Regions from separate parts of the Sus scrofa genome. Here region 2 is linked to region 1. Evidence: chromatin contacts called from public HiChIP or PLAC-seq data. All regions are on one chromosome and are shown on one strand. The core of a region is the stretch at or near the end of the contact, and the rest is flanking DNA. Distances in the headings are between cores, read along the strand shown.

Region 1 (6,683 bases), core at 1,343-3,842:
AATAACATGTGTAGAGGTAGCTATACATAATGTGACTTTAACTTTCTTTGCACAATTGATTGAAATAATAGGTTGCAAGTGCTGCTCCAAGCTGGGGTTTTGGTTTTTTTGTTTTGCTTTGTTTTTTGATAAAAAGGTAATTGTTTAGAGAAGACTTTTATAGTCTTAAGAGGCATGTGTGTTTATGGCTGAATATAGAAACCAAATAAAACTTTTCAAGAGACAGAAGTGTCTCCTCTCATTTCAGTGCTCTGGAGGCAGTGTGTTACATCGAATGCTGAGAACTAACTGTTCCGAGAGAGAGAGAACAAGCAAAGACCATGAAAGGTTGTGTAATTCCTCACCTCCCCATTTCAGGAAGGGCTCCCACAGATTGTCCTGACACATAAGACTTATTCTGAGCATTGTTTAAGTCCACCAGAAAGAGACATGTGAAAACCTCTTATGCCAGCTTCTGTATTGGTAGGAAAAACTTGCATCTAAACTTGTTAGGCTGTATTTATAGTCTAGGGCTTCTAATTTTCACCTCAGCTAGCCATCATTTTTTAATGAAAAAAGAAGTCTAAAAATCCGACGGTTCCTAAAAAGGCAGCCCTGCTTTCCTCTCTGTCTCTCTCAATCTGTCTCTTTCTCCCTCTCCTTCTCTCCCTTATTTTTTTTTTTTTAACATTCTTTGGAAGTCTTCTGCCAAGTTTTCAGCCCTCCCCATGTTCCTTCTTGATTTCTGTCATTAAAAAATAATAGCTTTACCAAAATATAATCCACATACCATAACGTTCAGCCTTTTAAAGTGTATAATTCACTAGATTTTAGCATAATCACTGAATTATGTGACCATCTTTCTAATCCCAGAGTCTGCACCCTCCAGCAGGTCCCTCCTATCCCTCTTCCTCTCAACCCCTTGTAATCTCTAGTCCCCTTTCTGTCTCTATGGATTTGCCCATTCTGGACATTTCATATTAATGGAGTCAAAGAATATGTGGTCTTTGGTGTCTGGCTTCTTTCACTGACCATGTTTTCAAGGTTGGTTCTTCCACGCTGTGGCGTGATAAGTACTCCATTTCTGTGTATGGCCAAATCATATTCTGTGGTTTGTCTATACCGCATTTTTGTTTATTCATCACCCACCATATCCACCGGCCAGTCTGAACAAATATTCTGCTGTGAACATATTTGTACAAGATTTTGGACGGATGTGTGTTTTCAGTTCTCTTGAGTGAATTCCTACAAGTGGATGTGCTGGGCCATATGCTAACTCTATGTTTAACTTTTTGAAGAACTGTGAGACTGTTTCCCAAAGCAGCTGCATTATTTTACATTCTTTCTGGCAATGTATGAAAGTTTTGATTCCTGTCTTAACTCTCTCCAATTCCTCAGATTTCTTCTTTAGCTACAGATTTTGTAGCTGAATACATCACTTCAGGAATGGACCAGAATAAAAAGAGGAATCACCTCATGATTTCTTCATGCTACAAGTTCGTTGATGCCTTCAAAGATCCTTTGCTTCTAGATCTGAAACAAAACACTGACGCTGATCTGTGATCATCCTGGGGTCTATTAATCACCTGAGTATTCTCTTGCCTTACTGTTACATCTTCCTTTAACTCACTAGTTTTAAAGTTTTATTTTCTCTTCAAACATGCTATATGTCATGTGTGTCCTTATTTAATTTTGTCCCTATTTTATTGGGAGTCTATTCAAACATTCAAGTATTTACAGAGCATTGGCTTTGAGCGAGCCTGGCATTTCCAGCACTGAAGATACAGGAAAAACACAGGTTTAGTTTTTGCTCTTGAGTAATTTTCTACCTTGTAGGAGAGCCGAGAAATGAAGGAAGGCGTGTATCTGAATCATGGTTCAAATGACTCTGGGAACCTATCATTCCCACACCATCAGAATCATCTGGGAGTTTAATATATATATATAAAGAAAAACATAAAGTAAATAGCAGTAGGAAAATTTCTGCCTCTTTAGTTTGCTCTGTCTACTCAGTTTCACTTGCAGAGCTGGTTGAAAATGTAGATTCCTACAGCCTTCCATCCCTGGAAGTTGATTCTGCAGAGATGGGTCAGAGACAGAATACGGGAGAGGTGTGGGCCAAGACAGTCAAGCCAATGTCCCAGGAAACAGCGGCTCAGGTGATGATACTCTATGACTAAGTGCTTGGTATGAAACCTTAGGAAATGTAAGTTGATATGAAATAAGTTGTACCTTGACCTAAGAGGTTGGAAGCATTTTCTTTTTATAGCTGCACCTGTGGCATATAGAGGTTCCTAGGCTGGGGGTCAAATCGGAGCTGCACCTGCCAGCCTATGCCATAGGCACACTCACTGCAATACTGGGAACACGTCACATCTATGATCTTGGACTCTGCAGCTTGCTGCAATGCTGGATCCTTAACCCACTGAGCAAGGGGGCCAGGGATCGAACCTGCATCCTCATGGATAATAGTCGGGTTCTTAACCTCCTGCACCATAATGGGAACTCTGAGGACGGAGGCATTTTAGATATGTGCAGAGAAAGAGAGGAGGAAATCAGTAGAAGAGGAAAAGGAGGTGTGGGTGTAAGGCTTATGGGAGGTGAGCAGCCTGACTGGGAAAGATGGCTGCAGGGGTAGTTGGAGCTCCAGACGAAGGACAGGGATGGGTGGAACTGACCATCCGAAGGCCCTGAAAGGCAAAATGAAGGTCCTGTAGATTCTTGAGAAAGAAAACAACCTGAAGAGGGGCTGTCATGCCAGTTTCCGCACCCTTCCTCCTGCCGTGCTAGGACCCATTTCTATAACAGGAACAGACGGAAATAGCCACCTGCCCTCTGAGAGGCCTCTGCGCCCAGGACTGCCAGGAAGTGCCACAGGGCCTCCCAAAGCCTGCTCTTCTTTCTTTCCTCCCCTTCTCTCCCACTCTATTTTTGTTTTTTCCTTCTCAGATTACTGCTCCTTCTTCACTCACTCTCTCTCTGAGTCTCCCATGCCCCATCCATCCCTTATCCAGGGCCAAAGGACCACAACAAGTGAGAAAACAGTTTGGGCTCTTCAGAGTAAACTGACACCCCCTGTGAGAAGTGCTAACTCTGTTTTAATTACTCACAGGCTCCTTGGGGTAAACAGCACATTCTCAAAAGGTCACAGAAGCCCTCTCTTTCCTGGCCTTTTGGCTACAGGAGTTACAGCGCAGCATTTTGCCTACAAGATATTTATAATGAGTGCCACTGCCCTCTATCATGAATATCTGCATCCCAGGATGACAAAAATTACTTGGAAGGTCACTCTAGAAGAAAGCTGACTTTTCATTCAGAAAAAAAAATGTGGCAAGCTCATTCTCAGTCTAGGCTCTGACTGGTTTATGCCCCTGAGGGACCCCAGTTCTGGATCAACACTGCTCCCTCCAAGAGACTTGTTGTTGTTGTTGTTTTTCAATATCTTAAACACGGTAAAGTACGTCTAATATGGGGTTTGAAGGAGATTAACTTGACTCCTGCTGTTAAACTAATGAACATTCCAAGCCAGATCCTGCTTTCACTATTTTTAAGTGTAAAGCTGACACAAAGTAGGCAACCATTTTAGGAGGCAGAAATTAGAGTAGATCCCTACGCATGCAGGAAAAAATATGCATTCAAGTTCCTTTTTTATTGGATTCATCGCATAGTGTTTTCCTGAAACATTGAGGCTTTTATAAATATGTTGATAAATTTTGTGTGATGAGAAATTTTACTTGCCCACTATGAATCATCTAAAAAAAAAAACGTAGAGTTTCAAGAAGATGTCAGCTTTTAGAATTGACATGTAAAACATATCAAAATAGAATTGTTTTCAAAAAATATTTGAAGCTCCAGAGCATTGAATAAATTCTGAGGTGTGATTTGTGAGATCTGAGATGCATGTCTTCTGAGACAAATTATGCAGAGGGGTTTCTCAATTATTGATTAATCACAGAGTTGTAGAGGAGAGAATTATGATCTGCAGAAAAAGTGCTCAAATCTCTGTATGCACACGTGCAATCCGGGACCAAACTGATCCTGGCCAGAAGAGGTTGGTTATTCACTTGTTTTGAGATGCAAAAGAAGGACCCTCTAGACTTTGTGTCTCCTGTTTCTTAAAAGAATAAATGATTTATTTCCAGGCAGGTGTCTACCTCTTCAGAAGCAAGGCCTCCTTGTCCTTACAGCTTGCTCTTGCCCTGAAGAGCCAGCACCCAACACTTCAGCCAGTCTGGGGCCCTCCCCAAGTTCACTGTTTAGACTAGGACTCTCTGATGGATTTAGAATAGAGTCAAAGTTTTATCTCCATTTTTCTGCCATACATTACACTCTTGTCTTGTCACAAAGCACCACAAATCTCCTCTTATCCTTCCATCCCATAGGCTTTCCCAATATCCTGACTGATGTTTCTATGCTTTAGGATAAGACAGATCCCCTAAACCATCTTTCAGAGAGGATTTCCACTTTTTTTCTTCAAAGATTCCCATTATTTTCTCCTAAACCCTATTACATCCTTAGAGCTTCAAATTTTTGTCAGCTTTTAAGAAGGTGGCTTTCCTGGATTCTTTGGCGTTTGAAAAGCTGGAAAGAAACACTGCTATTATCTATTTCAACCTCCTCACTTTTCATATAAAAATGGGCAGAGGTCAAATGACATGCCCATTGTCACTTTTCCCGTCACTGGTTATAGTTGTGTCGCCTTTCATAGGCAGGGTGTGTGCACATGAATTCAAACAGAATGAGCAGTTAATGAATCTATGAAGTGAAACATGTCCTTTTGCTAATTTATATGATGTTTAATCTTAAGTAGTTTCTTCCCTTCTTCTTCTTTTTTTCTTTGGAGGAAGGGGAAGCTATGGTTTTGATTCTTTAAAAAACAGCCCTATGGATGATATATTTTCCTTGGTGATATTCCCAAGCTTCAGTTTAGGTGTCTGGACAATGAGGAGTATTTCCAGGTAGATTATAAAAAAATCCTTAGTAAATATTCTGTTTCTCTAAACACAGGATAATCAATCTAGGATAAGGCTTTAACGTTTTATTTCCAAATAGATCTTTGAGCTGTTTTTCTCAGCTAAGAGACACGCCAAGGGAGATTACAACATCAAGTTCATAAAGGCTTTGGATATAGCCCTATCTCTGGTTTATCAAAGAGATGTTCGGATCCTCTTAGGACATTGATAGAGCTTTAGAAGTTATACAATGAAGTATTTCAAGTTTGAAAGTACCCTTCATCCTTTTCTGTCACGCATTTTTTCCTAGTTACCTCACTTCTTTCTTTCCCTCTATTTTCTGATAAGTGGAGTGCTGGAAGAAGCTTAATACAACATTCAATTCTGTGCTTCTCTGGTATATGAATATCTCCTCAATAGTCACTACAAATCGCTGCCTGGTTTCTAGCTGAGCACGTCTAACTTATTTTTTAACTTTTTTTTTTTTTTTTTTGACTAACTTCTTAAGGAATCCATCTCATTTTGAGCTTATTCTGTTTTATAGAAAATATTTCCTTACCTACTGTAAATTTGTATTTTTGTGATTTTTACCAATTAATATAGTTTTTTTTTCTTCTGAAGTGACAGATTTCTAATATTCTTTGACAGGACAACCCTCACAATGTAGCAGTTGTAGGAAGGTAATTCTCTACGGATGCCATCTCTTTCTGCATGTCTTTCCAGCAAAGGCGCTGACAGCATTTTGTTCTTTTCCAAGATTTTTTTTTTTTTTTTTGAGATAGAATCCCTCTTTCCGTAGTTAGATGGTTAGACCTATATGCTTATAGCCCATTATAAAAAGATTGGAGTTTCCTAAGCTGGGGGTTTCCTTCCTGCGATGCACACTCTATCTGGTCTGATTTTCATTGCTCTGTAGGAACTGGGCTAAAAAAACTAGCACAGGGAAATGCTGATACTCTGGGTACTGGGATTGCTGGAAGTGCTCTGTTTCTTCGTCTTGTGTCCTACCAGCATCCATGAAATTGTGGCTAATATGTCAGCTTTCAAGGATGCTAAAAATCTCAGCTCCTGAACAGTTTTGTATAGTTATCACTATTCCCCAGGATAAAAATTTCAGCTCTTTCAATCATCCTTCAGAATGTCATATGTTTGGAATTATCTCTTGTTCTTATCGAACAATCTGGACACTCTTCATTTTAACTATGTCCCTGCTGCATAGAAAGGAAAATAATAACCCAGACGTGCCCTGTCTAAAATGAGTGGAACCACGTTATCATTTATTTTGTTCTGAGAAGCCCACGTTTTAAGATGAAATGATCTTTTTTATAGCCTCATTAATGATGACTCATATCATATTCATAGTCAGCCTAAACTACTGGGCATTTTTATCTTTGCCAAGGTAGAAATTTACCTATTCCATATTATGCCAAATGTTATGTCAAACATAAATTCCCAACCTATTCTTGTACAGTTTAAAATTTTTGCACCCAAATCTAAGAATTGAAACTTCCCCCTTTGTAATGATTTCATTGTATTCCATTTGGCACATCATTCTAGACCTTTTATCACCTGGTTTCCTCATTATCATATTCACTGCACTCACCATCTCTGTGTCATCCATAAGTTGGCTCAGCAAGCCTTCTATACATTTGTCCACGTTAATGGTGAAACTTCAAACATATTAGAGCTAAGCAGAGAGACCAGGGCTATGCCACAGAGATTGCAATGAATTGAAGGAGTCAGTTGGCCGAA
Region 2 (6,683 bases), core at 2,029-4,528, 340 kb after region 1:
CTCGTGCCACAGCAGTGACCTGAGCCATAGCAATGACAACATCAGATCTTTAACCCACTGAGCCACCACAGAACTTCTGGCATACTGATTTTTTTTTTTTTTTAATTAAAGGTACTTAGGAAATAGCAGGTACAAGAAAGACACTCTTCTTTCCCTTTCTGAAACTTCCATGTTCAAAGGTGCCCTCTCTGTACCAGGAGGAAAGGAGACATTTTATCAGCCCAGAAACGGCACCAGAGGAATCAGCAAACAAATCTCACTCCACTCGTTTCCTCCTGAATATTTACCTTTCCACAGTCTGCACCCTTGGAAGCCTAAACCTGCTTTCCTTTGGCCTGTGTACAGGACTCTACACATTTCTTGTTCTTGGTTGAAGATGCTCTAGAAGCTGGAATTCTGAGCCACCCTTTTGAATGACTTTTGGTTTAGGTTTCTCCCCACAATGTGGGCTGGCACATCAATAAAGTGCTTTTTCTCTTGCTCATCCGTCTTTTCGTTAGGGTCCCAGCGGAAAACCTACAATGGGTAGAGGTAATGGTTTGCCTCTCTGATAGAACCAAAACTAAAGAGGAGTCAAGAGATAGAAAGGGACCCAAAATAGGGCTGTTTCTATACCTCTAAGAGAAAGACACACTAGGGATTTTTAAGAGGAAGTGGCAGTGTGGAGACAGGAAAAAGCATTTCTGAGTCATGTTGCTTAGACTGTTGTGTACAGGTCAGGAACTGTCAGCCAACTGCACTTCCTAGGTTATGAGTTCCTTGATGGCAAAAAAAATTCTAATTTATCTAATGATGCTTAAAACTGGGCTTTATACACAGGAAGTATTAGTGTTTGTTAAATTGCAATGTTTGTCAGAATGCCCAATGGTTGATAATAAACTAAGACCTAGATGTAACCTAAGTGCCCATCAAGAGGGGACTGGTTGCAGCAGAAACGGGCACAACATTGTAAATCAACTATACATTTTAATTTTAAAAAAGAGGGGATTGGCTAAAGTGATACTTTCAAACTCATAATAATGAAGTTTGTTCACATGTGCTATTATAAAATGATCTCCAGAGTATACTATTAAGTGAAAAAAATAACATGTAGAATATCCCAAATGATATACAAAGTAAACATGGAGATCTTACATATACTATTTGGAAGGCTACAGGAGTCTATTGATGGGGAATGCTTCTAGGGTACAGGCCCAAGTGTTACAGGTGGATAGAGAATTGTTTTTTACTGTATAATTTTTATCCTTTTTGGATCTTTTAATTTATGAAATCATTCATTCTTTCATTTAAAATCTTTTAAGAGGAGCATTATGGGAAACAATTCGGTATCACCATATGTTCAGTTCTTTCACACACCTTACCACATTTAATGTAAACAACACCTCATCTTATGGATGAGGAAACCGAGGTTCAGAGGCTGCAAATAACTTGCACAATGTCACACAGCTTAACAGGAAATAGCCTATCCAGCGCTGGACTCAAATCCTTAAGCTCCACAGTCAATGATGCTTTTCTCACAATTCTTCAAGACTAAGTGCATATGGATACAAATCCATGGTACATCTTAACATCGTTCTGTCTGTTTAATTCACTGCTCAAGAATGTTGCTTCTACTACAGAGGTCAGGCTGAGCTTAAAATCACTGCACAGGAGTTCCCGTCGTGGCGCAGTGGTTAACGAATCCGACTAGGAACCATGAGGTTGCGGGTTCAGTCCCTTCCCTTGCTCAGTGGGTTAAGGATCCGGCGTTGCCGTGAGCTGTGGTGTAGGTTGCAGACGCGGCTCGGATCCTGCGTTGCTGTGGCTCTGGCGTAGGCTGGTGGCTACAGTTCCGATTAGACCCCTAGCCTGGGAACCTCCATATGCCGCGGGAGCGGCCCAAGAAATAGCAACAACAACAACAACAAAAGACAAAAAGACAAAAAAAGACAAAAAAAAAAAAAAAAATCACTGCACAGTATCTTCCATAAACCTCTTCCTCTTTCTAGCACTTCTAAGTCTTTCCTGGGGGACCCAAGTTCTTCCTTTAGTCAGCTCTTATCCCTTGCTTTAACAACGTGGGTCACATCTTTATATCCACCCCCATTTCCAGTTTCTACATTATTTCTATTGCCCCAGCTCTAACAAGGTCCTGAACCCCTGATCTGCCATCTCAGCTCACCCATGCTACTACATTCACTCTTCCTCGCCAGTATTTGTCTTTTTACCCTGAACTCTAACTTCAAAATAGTTCCACTTCTTTTTTCTAAATACTACATTATCTGTCCCTTATTCGATATAACTTCCCATACTCCAACTTTTGTTTTGTTTTGGGGCCTCGTCTGTGACATATGGAAGTTCCCGGGCCAGGGATCAAACGCCTGACATAGCAGTGACCCAAGGCCACAGCAGTGACAACGCCAGATTTTTAACCCCTCAGACACCAGGAAACTCCTCCGAAAGTGTATTTTTTCCAATCACATTTTTAAATCCCTGAAATAATTGACCTCTGAGTCAAAGAATTCTTTATCTTCCACTGATCTCGGCTATTTTTATTTTTTATGCCAACACAAGTATTTTAAGATTTTTGTACATTATCTATTCTATGATTTTACCACGCATTTTAATTTTTTTTTTATGGCTGTGCCCACAGAATGTGGAAATGTCCCAGCCGGGGATCCAACCTGAAGCCACAGCAGCCACCAGAGTCACTGCAGAGACAACACAGGATTGTCAAACCATTGTGCCACAAGGGAACTCCAGGTTTACCATACGCGTTAACAGCAACTAGACTCTCTTTCTCCAACATTAAAATAATAGATAACATACCTCAAAAATACTGTTTTAAAAAAAAAACTAACACTTGTAACCTGATGGTCAGTAAGTAGTATGCACAGTGGCTAGAAGCATGGCTCTGAAATGAGTTAAATGTGGGTTTGAGTCCTAGTTCTGTCAATTAGTAACTACGCACTTGGAAAATTTCCTTAACCACATCTACTTTCTCATTTGTAAAAGGAAGATAACTGAACTTTCTTGATAGGTTTTTTTACAGTAATTGTGTGAGATACCGCAAGTACTTGCGATATTCGTGAGTTCAACAAGTGCTAAATAAATGCCCCTCTTCACATCCTTATCAGCTCTCTATCACCTTGCCAAAGGCATCTTTCTCTTCCCAGCCTCCACTCCGCTTACCTTTCAGCCTCTTCAAGAAGTCCAACAAAATTAATCTCATCATGCTCTTACATTAAGAAGTTCATAAAGGAGTTTTCCTGTGGGGCAGTGAGTTAAAGATATGGCATTGCCACTGCAGCAGCTTGGGTCGCTGCTGTCACCTGGGTTAGATCCCTGGCCTGGGAACTAATTCCACATGCCTCAGGTGTGGCAAGAAGACAAAACAAACAAACAAACAAACAAACAAACAAACAAAGAGTTCATAGGAAAAATACCAAAGGGACATCCTCTGGCATACTATATTTTATGCTGTACTCTTTGTAGTGGGTGAAAAAATTCCCCCTAAATCATAAAGCTCTTGGTTCTGATCTCAAAGAGCTAACCCAATTTTTTACAAACAATGAAAATCTTTTTGTACTGCATTAAAATTCCCTAAAAAAATCTGCCCGGTGTTCATTTACATTAATTATAGTGTGATTGCTTATAGCTATGCCTGAGAATATATTCCAGGCTCAAGTTCTATTTTTGGACAGCTGCTCTGAGGATCATCTGACACCTGTTTAGCAGCTGGAATAGTTAAGTACCATAGTGCTTTTTAAATAGCAGACAAGCCAACCACAAAGACATCTTTTAAACAAGGGGGTTTTGTACTGAAGATCATGATCTGAATTCTTTCAATGCTACATTAATAAAAGCATAGTAAGATCCAAGATATGATCCAAGCAAAATCAGATGGAGAAAAGAGTAGATTTGCCTAACGACAAACAAAAAGAAAAATTACTTCCTTACCTCTCCACCTCAACACTGTGTGTGCAGATCCTAGACACTTCATTTGTTGGCAGATCCCAGAATTGAGAAAGAATGGACCTGAAATAAAGTCACATTGGAATGGAGAAGGAAAGTTTTTTGTTGTTGTTGTTGTTGTTTTTTCTTTTCAGGGCTGCACCTGCGACATATGGAAGTTCCCAGGCAGGGGCTGAACTGGAGCTACAGCTGTCAGGCTATACCACAGCCACAGAAAGGTGGGATCCCAGCCATGCCTGCGACCTACACCACAACTCACAGCAACGCCAGATCCTTAGCCCACTGAATGAGGCCAGGGATCAAACCAGCATCCTCATGGATATTAGCCGGGTTCATAACCCACTGAGCCGCAATGGGAACTCCAGAGAAGGGAAATTTTGAATAATATACCAAGGTAGCTTGTAAACTGGCAAGAATCTTCAGAGATTTCCCTGAGTCTAGTCTAACTTCAATACCATTTTTACTTCTGTTTTACAGAACAGGAAACTGAGGCTGAGAATGTTAATGTGACGGCCCCAACATGCAGTCTAAAGACTATCCAAAGAGGAGTCCCGTTGTGGTGCAGCGGAAATGATCCGACTAGGAACCATAACGTTGCAGGTTCGATCCCTGGCCTCGATCAGTGGGTTAAGGATCTGGCATTGCTGTGAGCTGTGGTGTAGGTCGCAAACGGTTCGGATCTGGTATTGCTACGGCTCTCGTGTAGACCGGTGGCTACAGCTCAGATTCGACCCCTAGCCTGGGACCTCCATGTGCTGCAGATGTGGCCCTAAAAAAACAAAAGACAAAAGAAAAAAAAAGACTATCCAAAGAGTCATGGTAAAGATGAGATTCAACATAATACGAATTTTATTTCTCACTCAGCCCCAAGGTAAATGAACTTAGCTACCTACCCTTGTTTGATAGAGACTGATTTACAAGTAAATATATAACCCAGTATCAAACACATAGAAAAGGGGCATTTTCTTTGGGGGATGATTTATGGAAGAGATTTAGCGGTAATAAAAAGAAAAGCGAGGGAGACCGTATTTCCTTTTGGCTGTGAATGCAATGGTTTGAAGATGCCATTCCTGGAGCTACAACAGCTGTAATGAAACTTTACAGGACAAGCATTAGAAAGAAAAGTCAGCCCATAGGGCTTGAACAGAAAGTTGCAAGGAATGATAGTCACTGAAAGTACTGTTGAACTCTGGCACCCAAGCAGAGGTTTAGACTTCTTACTATTTGAAATCATTAAATGTCTTTAATATTAAAAAACTGATAGTGTGATAATCAAGTATTTTGTGAGTTATGATCAACTGCATTCCTATCTTTTACAGGGCCAGAAAAAAACTAAGTTGGAGATAATTTATTCCTTTTTACTAGACAATGAATCCCTAGAAAGCAGGGACTTTGGCTTATCTTTGAAACCACAGAAACCAGCAGAGTCTACAAAAAAGTAGGCCTCAGCATGTTTGTTGTTGTGAGATTACACATGACAAAGGCACTTTGGAAAATAGTTTAGTAGTTTCTTAATGAAGTTAAATACGAGCTTACCAGATGACCCAGCATTTTCAATCCTAAGAATCTACCCAAGAAAATGAACACATAAATTCACACAAAGATTTGTACACAAATGTTCACAGAAGTGTTACTCACAACAGCCCAAAACTGGAAACAACCCAAATGTTCTTCAGCCGGCAAACAATTAAGCAAAATGTTATGTCCATATTTGGAACAGTATTCAGCAATAAAAAGGAATAAAATACTGATATACGTACAGTGTGGATGAACCTCAAAAACATCTTCTCAGTGAAAGAGAATCAGACACAAAGGACAATATATTGATTGTATGATTCCCTATGGTTGCATAAAGTGCTCAGAAAAGGTAAATTTATAAAGTCAAAACGGATCCGTGATTACTTGGTGCTGGAAGTAGGGATAGGAGTTGACTGCAAATAAGCACAAAGAAATGTTTTTTGAATGGGGAGGTGATTGAAATATTTTAAAACTGGATTATGGCAAGGGTCACACTATACATTTGCTAAAAATGAATGAATTGTGCACTTTCAATGGGAAAAATTTATGGTGTGTAAATCATACCTCAACAATGTTGTTAAAAATAAAATGTGCTGCATTATTGAAATAAAACAAAAATTGTACTGAGTTACTGAAATACATAAGATCACTCACTCAAGGATTTGATGCAGATATCTATCTACTTAATAATGCACTAGAGGGCATAAAGATGCAAAGACATTGCCTTCAGTGGCTTAAGAGACATTGTTCTGGCTGAAAAATTGTAACAGTTCAGCCTAAAAGTGAATGAAGCAGATAAAAAAATACTAAAAATTCAAAGCGAGAAATAATCATTGAGAGCTGGATTTTAAGGAGGATATTCTGAAGATATAGAACTTCAACTGAGCTTGGAAGAAGATGAAATATTGAGGGCAGAACAAAAACTGTATCACATTCTGGCAGCAGAAAAACACATCAGGGAAGGGAAAATGTATAATGTTAAAATGTTATTTTGAATGTTTAAGCTTGTGTTCAGAAAGGGCTATTTATGGAGTTCCCTGGTGGCACAGCAGGTTAAGGATCTGGCATTGTCACTGCTGTGGCTCAGGCTGCAGCTGTGGTGCAGTTTTGATCCCTGGCCTTGAAAATTTTGCATGCTGCAGGTGTGGCCACTGCAGGTGTTAACCCACTGAGCAAGGCCAGGGACCGAACCCGCAACCTCATGGTTCCCA

The links. HiChIP or PLAC-seq counts read pairs in DNA pulled down with a chosen protein or histone mark.
Region 2: an H3K27ac HiChIP or PLAC-seq map of skeletal muscle shows a contact between it and region 1, with 4 times the contacts expected there. The contact joins two enhancer-like sites. A contact is called at or near these places in 2 of 47 Hi-C or Micro-C datasets (both in skeletal muscle) and 1 of 2 datasets of contacts at active chromatin or transcription factors (skeletal muscle).

The regions. Positions count from the first base shown.
Region 1 is chr2:130,605,884-130,612,566 of Sscrofa11.1, forward strand. It overlaps CTXN3 (cortexin-3), which reads left to right. Exons shown (of 2, transcript XM_005661613.3): 2 at 1-228. Among named protein-coding and RNA genes, the nearest start is that of CTXN3, 13 kb to the left of the region's middle. Within about 2 kb of position 2,593, at least 3 of the 83 cell types and tissues checked have an H3K27ac peak or open chromatin away from gene starts, as enhancers often do. A contact at or near this core is called in skeletal muscle, where this site is marked.
Region 2 is chr2:130,946,878-130,953,560 of Sscrofa11.1, forward strand. All of the region lies in intron 5 of LOC100516424, which reads right to left. Among named protein-coding and RNA genes, the nearest start is that of SLC12A2, 66 kb to the right of the region's middle. Within about 2 kb of position 3,279, at least 2 of the 83 cell types and tissues checked have an H3K27ac peak or open chromatin away from gene starts, as enhancers often do. A contact at or near this core is called in skeletal muscle, where this site is marked.